3 separate regions of the Mus musculus genome follow, and regions 1 and 3 are each linked to region 2. The links are chromatin contacts, called in public Hi-C maps. All regions are on one chromosome and are shown on one strand. The core of a region is the stretch at or near the end of the contact, and the rest is flanking DNA. Distances in the headings are between cores, read along the strand shown.

Evidence for each region. A called contact is a pair of places that touch in the nucleus more often than the background predicts.
Region 1: a Hi-C map of uterus shows a contact between it and region 2, with 6 times the contacts expected there. The contact joins two enhancer-like sites. A contact is called at or near these places in 2 of 484 Hi-C or Micro-C datasets (both in uterus) and 1 of 115 datasets of contacts at active chromatin or transcription factors (embryonic hindbrain).
Region 3: a contact with region 2 is called in a Hi-C map of uterus, with 5 times the contacts expected there. The contact joins two enhancer-like sites. A contact is called at or near these places in 5 of 484 Hi-C or Micro-C datasets (all in uterus) and 2 of 9 other capture datasets (embryonic tail and embryonic trunk).

What each region holds. Positions count from the first base shown.
Region 1 is chr14:22,904,840-22,908,518 of GRCm38.p6, forward strand. The region is part of intron 6 of Lrmda (leucine rich melanocyte differentiation associated); the gene reads left to right. Among named protein-coding and RNA genes, the nearest start is that of Gm30783, 26 kb to the right of the region's middle. Within about 2 kb of position 1,717, at least 77 of the 459 cell types and tissues checked have an H3K27ac peak or open chromatin away from gene starts, as enhancers often do. A contact at or near this core is called in uterus, where this site is marked.
Region 2 is chr14:22,113,436-22,117,113 of GRCm38.p6, forward strand. The region is part of intron 2 of Lrmda (leucine rich melanocyte differentiation associated); the gene reads left to right. Among named protein-coding and RNA genes, the nearest start is that of Gm41107, 84 kb to the left of the region's middle. RefSeq lists an enhancer at 1-2,516. Within about 2 kb of position 1,781, at least 40 of the 459 cell types and tissues checked have an H3K27ac peak or open chromatin away from gene starts, as enhancers often do. A contact at or near this core is called in uterus, where this site is marked.
Region 3 is chr14:22,755,554-22,759,060 of GRCm38.p6, forward strand. All of the region lies in intron 5 of Lrmda (leucine rich melanocyte differentiation associated), which reads left to right. The region is part of intron 1 of Gm30926 (a long non-coding RNA gene); the gene reads right to left. Among named protein-coding and RNA genes, the nearest start is that of Gm30926, 44 kb to the right of the region's middle. Within about 2 kb of position 2,013, at least 4 of the 459 cell types and tissues checked have an H3K27ac peak or open chromatin away from gene starts, as enhancers often do. A contact at or near this core is called in uterus, where this site is marked.

The DNA.
Region 1 (3,679 bases), core at 467-2,966, 790 kb after region 2:
ACCCATGGAAGGAGTTACAGAGACAATGTTTGGAGCTGAGATGGACGGAAGGACCATCTAGAGACTGCCCTACCTGGGGATCCATCCCATAAACAACCACCAAACTCAGACACTGTTGCATATGCCAGCAAGATTTTGCTGACAGGACCCTGATATAGCTATCTCTTGTAAGGCTATGCCAGTGCCTGGCAAATACAAAAGTGGATGCTCACAGTCATCTATTGGATGGAACACAGGGCCCCCAATGAAGGAGCTAGAGAAAGTACCCAAGAAGCTGAAGGGGCCTGTAACCCTATAGGAGAAACAACAATATGAACTAACAAGTACCCCCCAGACTTGTGTCTCTAGTTGCATATGTAGCAAAGGATGGCCTAGTAGGCCATCAATGGGATGAAAGGCCCTTCGAAAGGTCTTTCAAAGATTATATGCCCCAGTACAGGGGAATGCCAGACTAGGAAGCAGGAGTGGGTGGGTTGGGGAACAGGGTGGGGAGAGGGTATAGGGGACTTTCGGGATAGCATTTGAAATGCAAATGAAGAAAATATCTAATAAAGAAAAAGAAAAAGTAATAATATCAATGTTAAGTACACAACCTGTGAGTACTGCACACTTAATCTTCCTGCTTCTCTGGGACGTTTAGGCTCAAGGTGTCTTCTTGCTTTAAAGAGCAGATGAGAAAAGAGAAACATCCCCAATGAGTCGAGCCAAAACCCACAAGCAAAGCATGGTGAAGTCGGGGAGCAGGAGGAATGTCTCTTATTTTCCTGCAGGGCCTCTTGGTAGCCACATTGTTAATTGCAGGAAGAGATTTGAAAAGTGACCTGGCCAGAGGGTCTGTGAGCATCAGAAGTGACAAGTCACATAGTTGAGGGGAGTAAAGAGCCAGGGAAGAAGGGAGAGTGAATGGGTGCCATTATTCCATGTCATTGTAACTATAGGTGCACATGCTCTTACCTGGCACATTTCTCTTTGTCCCCACTGAACCCAAAGAATCGTCAACTACCATAATCTCCAGAGCCTGGAAGGGATTCGGGGAAAAAGCCAAAGAAATGATTAAAGAGCTGAAGAAGCCACAGATTCAGTGGGTGTCTCCTCTCTGCACCATGAGCACTGCCTTGTAGGACAGTCAAACAACTAGATAAGTGTTGTTTTGCCCAAGGCAGACAAAAAGGTATGGGAAACATGTCTCCACTCTAGTTGCCAACAGCCAATAAATTTTTGTGTCTTTTTCCTTCCAAGTGGACTGTCAGTAAATATATTTTTTTAAAGTTTTATTGAACAGGGTGACCTCAAATTTATTTGTACTTTTTTTTCAATGAGACTCTGAGCAATTGCAGACTCTCGTCGCTGCAGGCTCCGGTGAGCTTCAAAACAGCCTGTGTTCCTTTCCCAACTCAGTTCTACCCAGGGAAACAGCTACTCTTCTTTGTTGCCAACTTTGTCTGGAGACTAACAGGGTGAGATTGAAAACCCCCTCATCGGACACATGTCACCTCTCATGCCTGTTTCTGGCTTCCTTTGGGTGTGTGAGCAGACTCATTTTATTAAACCATTTTTCAGGGGACAGATGGGAAATCTGTCTTTCCCATTAGTCACCAGAAAGTGACCCCAGCAGCTGTGGAGAGAATTGGTCAAGCTGTTGTAACCAACTAGGCCAGAGTGGGAAAAGACACCAAGCCTTGTCACAAGGTCCCAGGCATTCCCAGGAGCCCTAGAACGGCTGAAGCCTTGTCATTAGCTAAACCTTGCTTGGCTGAGATCCTTCTCCACAGCCAAGGGTGAGGCACTGTGTGTCTAAGCAAGGAAGTGGGACAAAGACTGCTTACCATTTGGCATCCATGTTTAATTAGTTTCTTAATGTTATGGGGGGAAAACATGAAATAAATAAGGACAACTGACCACTCTATAATTTGTTTCTGAAGCTTGGCGAGACATAAAAGTCTACCTTCCAAAACCACACAGCATAATTTATTTTATGAGTCCCCCTCGGCACCAGGTCCAGGCTAACCTTGAGTTGAGAGGCTATGCCTTCTCTCCCTGGTGCTGGTGGTCACAGTGTGTCCTTTCTTGGCAGTGGCTCTGGGCCCAGCAAAACAGACCCGTGAAAGGCAAGTGGATTAATCATTCTGAAGGCATGCTCCACTCCAGCTATTCCTCTGCAGGATGCCTGAGAACCAGCAAGCGGCCACTGTAGCAATTCACAAGGGGACAGAAAGAGATGTCTGAAGACTCTCACACAAAAAGCAGGGGTAGAGATGGAAAGCTTTTATAGGATACTCACTGGAGTTTTCATTAAACTGAAAAGTATATACCAGAAAAGCAAAACAAAACAAAACAAAACAAAAAAATAGATCACCATTCCTGCAGCAGAAACTGTGACAAGACCAACCTTTTTATTACAATCAGGCTTTCTCTAAATATATTATGCCCCGCAGGTCAAAATGATTTACTTCTCTATTTGAGGACATCTGAATTCTATTCTGCTGTTGCCAGTATGTTCTCAGCTGTGCCAAAACTGAGCAGGTCTGTGGTTCCTTTGTAACATCAAAACGGAGGCATTTATCATAGAGATTTATCGTGGGACAGCCTGCCAGATGGTTTGGGTATTTTAAAGGTGAACTGCTCAGGCCTTGATTAGCTCACGCAGACTTCTAGTTAAGACAACTCTATCAGCAGCCCAGTAGAGAGATGCCTTCCTCCACCTCCCCTACCCACCCTCCCCCTGTTCTCAAAAGGCAGAAAATATTAATGTAATGGCAGATGTGGCATAGATTGTCATTTCAGAAAGAGAACCAAGCCATAACCAATCCCACTGATTGCATTCTAATTATAACATGACCCCCTGTTGCTTTGCATAGAGGCAGCATTCATTTTGGGGATCCCACTGTAAAACTTGCAGAGTCAACGACCCTCAAAGGGGCAATTGTAAGATTTAAGCTTAGGTTTTCTTTTTTCTTTTCTCTTCTCTACTTTTCTCCCTCCCTCCCTCCCTCCCTCCCTCCCTCCCTCCCTCCCTCCCTCCCTCCCTCCCCCCTCCTTCTTCTTCTTCTTCCTCTCTCTCTCTCTCTCTCTCTCTCTCTCTCTCTCTCTCTCTCTTTCTTTCTTTCTTTCTTTCTTTCTTTCTTTCTGTCCCTGCCAGGCCTCTGCTGATTGGGCCAGCAAGAATGCATTTGATTATATAGACTGAATTTATTGGGAACAGAACCTTTGTGCTTTGAAATGCCTCTCATTCAAATTACATTCAGACATTCAATCAACATTGATTGTGATATGGACTGGCAATGGGGAATGCCTTGGGTTTTCAGTCTAGCAGAGCTACACTGGATAACTGAAGTTGGGGGAAGGGCAAGCAGTGTTTCCATGACCTTAGGTTTGAATTTCCCATCAGAGGAGGGCTTCTCTGGGGAGCCCAAGGGGGTTCCATTCCCAGCCAATCAGTGTCCCACGATCATGCTTTTCCTTGGAAATTTGGGGGCCTGTGGGTATTCCAAATTTAATTAACTCCGAAGAGCCTTGGAATGTGTGTGTGTGTGTGTGTGTGTGTGTGTGTGTGTGTGTGTGTGTGTGTTTATGTTCCTGTTAAATAAAGTAGTTCCTTAAGTTTAGATTCCCTGTGAGAGATTCTGGATCTTAAAAGGCAGCAAGTACAAGGCCAGTGGCTAGGAGCAGAAGTTCTTGT
Region 2 (3,678 bases), core at 531-3,030:
TTTTTTTTTTTTGTTTAGCGCAAAAGGCCATTTCTTAAGTCCTGATTTATTCTGAAATTTACATGAGGAAAATGGCTCCAGATCCCACACAAGTGAAACTTTATTTTTTAATCTGGGCCACAGTAGGGAGCCCTGAGAAACGCATTTTCCTCCAGGATCGGAGGAGGAATACATAGTGTTTGTTTAAAGCATCAGGTATTGAGAAATGCAACAGGGTGAAAAGTTTGACCCCAGCTGCCAGATCCGATCTGCTAGGGGTAATTGAGTTGCCATGTTTTCTCCCTCTTCAGTTTAAATCAAGTTTTGCTATAGCCCATTTACGTGTCAAATTGGTAGCTAAACTTGACAACTTCAGGGTGCAGACTTGCTTTTGATCAGAATTTACATGCAAATCATTTTTTGCCTTGAACTGTCAACTCTGATACTCTGAGGGGGACATGTCTGTCCCCAGCTTCTCTCTCTCCCCACCCCCACCCCAAGCCAAAGGGGATGTTGGCTAATGTTATTAATCAGCATGTGGAAAAAAAATTATCTTGATAAATATGGTGGCTAAACTATACTTTCCCTTTTGTGTGTCAGTTGTTGCAGCCGGGCATTTAATCTCCCTTTACCTAGAAGGAAATCAGACAATTATCCAGCACTTGATGTCAAAAGGAAGCCCGAGAATGAAGGTGGAGGGTCCCAGTGTATTGGGGAATGGACTTAAGCCACCAAATCCCGACAAAGGGCCCTGACAGTCTGCATTTTCTTGGGCATTAAACAAAGTCTTTGGTAAGTTTAAAGAATCTTTCCCTGCATGACTAAACTCATTGAGAGGGTTAGAGAGAAAGCTGCCTCAGAAGTCTTAAGCCTGAAAGGTTTTTCTTTTTTTTTTTTTTCTTTTTTTTTTTTTTGATTTTGCCCTGAACCCTCGGGACCCTTAAAACACTTGAGCATGTGTTGTTCCATCCCTCAGCCAGACAAAGGGGTGTTTGCGCTTCCAGAGAGTTAATAACGACAGGAGTAAGTCTTTCTGGTTTTTGGTTATTCTGTCTCCATCCGCTACCTACCCAAATCATTTAACTGTGATTTACACACTGCCTGCCTCAGTTCTTCTGGACATCTGGGCTCCAAGGAGCAAGAAAAGGCAAGGGCTCAAACAACCACCACAGCCCAAAGACAAATTTAGAAAACAGAAGCTTCTAGAATATGCCAAAGATAAAGAGAGCCGGTTGAGAGTACTCAAGAGTTATCCATTGCAGAGCCCGAATGTCGAGTGTCATAATATTAGATTTTTGTTTCTAGTTGGCCTGAAATTCCGTTCCATCAGTGCACCCCCCCTCCCTCATGGGGTGAGAACATCAAACGTGTTTTCTTGCCAGGATGACAGCCAGCATTGTGTCAGATGGGAGACACATGTAAGCCTGACTTGAGAAGTGAAAAACATCTCAAGATTGGGTCGGTGTGATCGGACATGGCCCCACTGCAGGTCTTTCTGGAACCTCCTGGGCCAGGCCCTTTCAGCCTCTGTCCAGCACTGCCTGCCTTGTGTGCTGTGAAATTTTAATTGAATTGTTAATGACACCGAGGAGTGACACAACACACGAGGAACTTCCAAGAATCAGTCAGGAGGAGCCCCCTTTGCTCACTGTTACAAAACAGAAGACACTGGGAAATTGACAAGTCCAAGCGGCGAGGCCAGGGTCGTAATTGATAGCAGGCTGTCTAAAGCCAAGGCCCTTCTTTGGTAATTGCAAGCAGAGGCGCCTCTCTGATCTCACCAGAGGTGCTGGCCATGCCAGAGCGACCCGGCTTTGACGGATGGCCTTCCCGAGGTAATGACTTCGGCATGTTCTCCCCCTCACATGAGGCTGTGTCCCTCCCACTGGAGAAAATGAGCCGAGCATTTTGCTGCCTCTTAAACAGGCCCCTGTTAAAATAACTCTATTCTATTATATAAGCCCTGTAGTGCCAGGGGCTAAATTTATATGGTTATAAACAAGAGATATTACTTTGGAATACCACAATACTGTGTTTTGCTCTTTCTTGAGGATTTCAAATGGTGTTTTCAAAATAATGGATTTTACTTCACGAAGAAAAGAATGAGGGGCGTGTAGGAGGCAGAAGGCAGGAACTCGTTTCCGAATCAAACCTTCATCCTAGTTTGAAATTCCTCTGTGTACCTTCCCTAATTCACTTGCCCAGTATTTATTTGTATTTGTGTTTGTTTTGCTGGCTGCATTTGACTCTCTTTGGGAGCATCAGAAATATTATTTACTCCAGGACCCTGAAATAAGATAGATATTTTATTTCATGGTTTTTACACTCCTCAAAGGTTTCTTTTTATTCCCCTCCCCTATCCATTTTTGGACATTGATATATTTCAGAACTTTTATGTGGCTTTCCCTCCCTCCATCTCCGCTCCCTTCCCCCATCTCTCTTCCTGGAATGTAATTTTGTCTGTGAAATATGACTGTAAGCTCAAGTGTCCCTGATGATCTATAGTACTTCTGGATTTTCACTCTGTTGGTGACAGAAACTGACTAATTCTGATATAGGGACCCTGGGTGCCCCTCCCCACTGTAACTGGTGCTTTCTGGTATGTTTAAAGTTTGGGTCTCTCATAACACAGTTTCCCACCAAGAACCAATCTTAAAAGGGAGCCAAGGAGATCTGTAAAAACTCAACCTTATATTCTTAATTCTCAGGTTCTTGGTGTGTGTGTTTCTGTGTGAGTGTGCCTCTGTGTATATGTTTCTTTGTGTGTCTCTGAGTGTGTCTGTGTGTGTGTTCACACACTCATAGATGGATAAGTTTGATGGGAACCTGAGAAGCTGGGTTCAGATTTTCCTTATTGGGTATTTCAGGGGAATGGCTACAGAAACAGATCCAGAGAGGAGGGAGTCGTTACTAACCTCAAATGAGGCCAGCCTGCTAGAAGCAACGTTGAGATTAGGGCTCAGAACTCCTGATTCCAAGTCCTGAGTCAAAGTCTACAATCCCAGCCCAGTGGGCAGGCAAAGCTGAACGCGTTTGAAACATAGGAAGGATTTGTTGCTAGCGTTCCAATCTGCACTCTGGATTCTGGAAGGGTGGCCTGGGAGGACCGAGGAGCTCACAAAAATTCTCCTTTGTCAGCCATGCGCAGTCTGTGGGGAAGGAAGGGTTGACGTCTCAGAGGAAGCTTTGGGTTGGAGTTGTTTTTTGTGCTGAAATGCATTATCTTAAGGTGGAAGCCAGAATCGTTCATGAAGTTTCTTTAAAGACTCTAGATCCCCAGAGGAGGAATGAGAGGACATTTATTGAGTGCTGACCAGTGTCAGGCACAGTGCCAGGTGACTCCACACATGGGTTTAGGTTTTAGAACTGTTTCTGAGCTCTGAGAGTTCAAGTTTCTTCATTTGTAAGGTGGTGGGTGAAAGAACTGAGCAGTGTGGCCTAGTGCGCTCCACTGCCTTCAAAGACTATTCTTTAAACTTTTTAATTCTGTTTAGAATTACTTTTAATTTAATTTGATTTTTTTTTTCCTCTATAGAGGATTGAATACAGTACCTCATGCATGCTGGTCAAGTGCTCTACCATAGAGCTACATCTCCCTGTGTTTAAATTATTTACTCATGTATCCATCCATTCATTTACTATTTTGTTATAGAGTTTTACTATATAGCCCAGGTTGCCTTCAAACTCACAATCCTCCTG
Region 3 (3,507 bases), core at 763-3,262, 640 kb after region 2:
CTAAACTGTGTTTGCTTGCCCTTTAAGTTGGACTTGGTAGTTGTATGTGTTACTTCTATTGTGACCAGACACCCAGTAGAATCAACTTAAGGGAGGAAGAAGTTATGTGGTTCTCAGGTTAAGAGGATACAGTCCTTCATGATAGGGAAGTCATCTTTAAATTCATGGTAGCAAGTGCATGCAGAGGAAATCCACATCTCAGCAGACCCAGAAACAGAGCATTCGAAAGGAAGCAGAGAGGCCCTGGAACCTTCAGTGTCTATCTCTATGACCCTATATGTGCAAAGTAGGCCTTATGTCCAGAAGTTCCCATGATCATCTAAATCTGCATCATCGGCTAGGAAACACTAAGCAGACAGTTCGTCTTCCAAGTGTGATGGCAGTCACACTGAGTCTTTGCTCACTTGCTCTGGGATGCATTTTTGGGCCCTCTCCTGCATGATTCTGTGTGTCGCAGAAGGTGCCCTCATTGGTTAGAATCCTCTGCCAACTAGAATCTAGTTACAGTTCACTAGTTCACAGAATGGGAATGAGAAGTTACTTGTAAGAAGGGAGAAAGAAGCAGAGATTCTTTACCATGTCTCCCTGCATCCAAGAACAGTGGCTATGCCTCTTCTGTGGCCATGTCTCTCCTCAGAAGCCTCTCCACAGGTCTGTCCTTCATGGTGAACCATGACTCTCGACTCTTTTGATGCTGTCTCTTTCCTTAGCTCATTGAGTATAATGGTAGAAGTTACTTTTCAGATCTAACGTTCACCTTACAGTGAACCAACATTGGCCTTTACTAAGAAGCCCAAGCACAAGGTTGCTATTACATGCAGAAGAATCAGGTTTTCTCGGATCATGGCAAAGAACACATGAGGACAGATCCTTAGGAAACCATTTTGTTTTGTTTTGTTTTGTTTTGTTTTGTTTTGTTTTGTTTTGTTTTAAACCAGGCCCAGAGAGTTTCTGGAATGGATTTGCCCAGTAGTTTAGGGCAATGGTTCTCCACTAGGGAAATCCTTTGACATCCTTGATGTCTATTTAATGATCTCTGAAGATGTCTGTGTTATAGATATTTGTGTGTTCCTGTGTATGCATGTGCAGTCAGGTGCATGCGTGAATGCATATGTGCAGGCCAGAGGTCTGCATTGTCATCTTCTTTGACATCCACCTTTTTTTTTTTCCCCCCAAGACAGAGTCTTTCACTGAACCTGCTACTCACTCATTCCACTGATAGTGGAACAAACATTTTCAGGGATCCCCTATTTTGGGTCACATGACAAAAATAACAGATGTGCCAGCATGCTCAGCTTTAATGTGCATGCTATGCTGTAGCTCAGGTCTACATGCCTCAGTGCCAGGCATGGTACTTGCTGAACTCTCTTCCCAGTCCCTTGAAGACATTGAAAAGTGCATTCTTTTGGAGCAGATGTGTGCTTACCTCATACACAAGGCTTTAGCTAAGGATCTGTGATCTCTCAGAAGGCTCTCAGAAGAGTTCTCAGAAGGAAGGAATTATGAAGTGCAAAGTATTAAAAATGGAGGCTGAGATGCCTTGATCTACAAAATCAGTTTGAGTTCTCCGCCATAGCTAGGTAACACTTTGCCCCACCCCAGGCTTCTTTCTCAAGATCAAGTCCCCTTTTTAGAGTACTCAAATGTTCTCTTTATGCCCTAAAAGATGTCCCTTCAAGTTTGGGCAGCAATTAATTTCTGATTTTGTACTTTGTAACCCAGTTTCTTAGGTTCAGATTGGCAAGAAGTAGCTTGACACTGGAGGAAGAACCTGGGGCAAGAAGGTAAGGTCAGATCGACCTCAAGAGAGCTGGATTTTCAGAAATGATAGGCTAGCTTTAGCTTTTTTCTATGCACCCTAAAGAAGTTCATGGCATCTCCACTGATTAAGAACTGTGTTTCTAAAGTTCTCTGGCAAAAGGACATCTCTGCTCCAGCTAATGCTGATGGTGCTGCACTGCAATACTATTATCCTTGGCTTGAGAACAGAGCGAGCATGTGTGGATGGGCCTGCGATGTTTTATAGGACACTGGCTATAACTTTTTAATGTCATACCACCCACCCACAGCAACCCCATCCCCTGGAGCACTAAATGCCTTTCTTATCACCAATATTTGATGAGAAAATGCTGTTGGGTGTCTTCCTCCAAGTAGACGGGAAATCTAACCATGTTCCTTGCAGCCTAGTGCTCTGTCCACAAGATCTGATTTGTTTTTCTCACCCTAAATTTATAGACAGTTCCAAGGAAGCATATCCTGTTTGCTGTCTGGAGCAGCAGGAGAGTGAGGGAGAGAGTGATTTAGGGAGTTTGTTTTTCTCAAGACTTCCTTGAGCTGCTTTATGGCTTTACAAAAACCGCTGATCTATTCCTCCCTAATTTTATGAGCAAATTGTTCTTTCTTTTCTGATTTTTTTTCCCCCACTGAGTTTTCTTGGCCGACCCAGGCACCAATTATCAGAACTCCCCGGGCATAGTTGGATCCTCCCTAACATGTGTATAGCTGTAAACATATTGACCCCAGAAAATGAGGCTCTAGCTGTAGGCTCAGGCGAAGTCCTGACTTAACAATACGACTTCAAGTGAGAATGCCAACGTGGAATCATTTTTTTTCCCTGGTGACCAACAAGTATCTGTGATGGTTTAACAGTAGTGCAGAGCACCCCTGGAGCCCGTGTCCCCAAAACCTGGCTTAGTAGGGTGGTGGCACTGAGCCAAAGCTTCATTCATTTACAGCTTTCTTTATGGACAAGTGCTAAGAAGGAAGCCATCAGCCAAGAGAAAGTTGTCTGTCACATTCATGAGGAGATGGATAATTATGAATAATTAGAGACAAAGATCCAGTTACAGAAAGGTGTGAGAGGCAGTGCAGAATGTTCCTCCTTTAAAGATGTTTGCCTGGGTTGGACCATTTGCCTGGGTTGGACCATTTCATTACCTTTACTAGGTGACAGTGCAGCCTTTTAGATAAGATCAGCCAAAATGCTGTTGAGAGTGAGTCCTGGCTCATTTAAACCCCTCTTGCTTTTAGGGTCAATCATATATTTCCCTTGCAATCCAGTTGTGTCTGGTTTTTCTAACAAGGGATCTCTTCCTGAGCCATCCTTGTTTAGCTTCCTATAGTAAGATACTCTGACTCCTGGATGTTCCAACAGCTCAGCAGGATAAAAACAAATTTGAGGGAAAAAAAACCAAACCATCACCTAGACACTTTTTATGTGTGCAGCTGTTGATCAAGGCTTTGGTTATTTAAGCTGGTGACATTGACTCTGTGGGCGCAATGACTTACAGAGGTCACCACACTGCAAGTTCACAATAAATGCTGGTAAATTAAATATATTAGAGTATCTATGTACTTCACACTTTTATTTTTAAGCAATGGGGTTTATGGCACAACATAGGCACAGTGGATTTCAAGACTGACCTTAAAGAAAAATACTGACAGAACTTTGGAGAGCCACACTATAGTAGAAAAGGAGTGTGTGTGTGTGTGTGTGTGTGTGTGTGT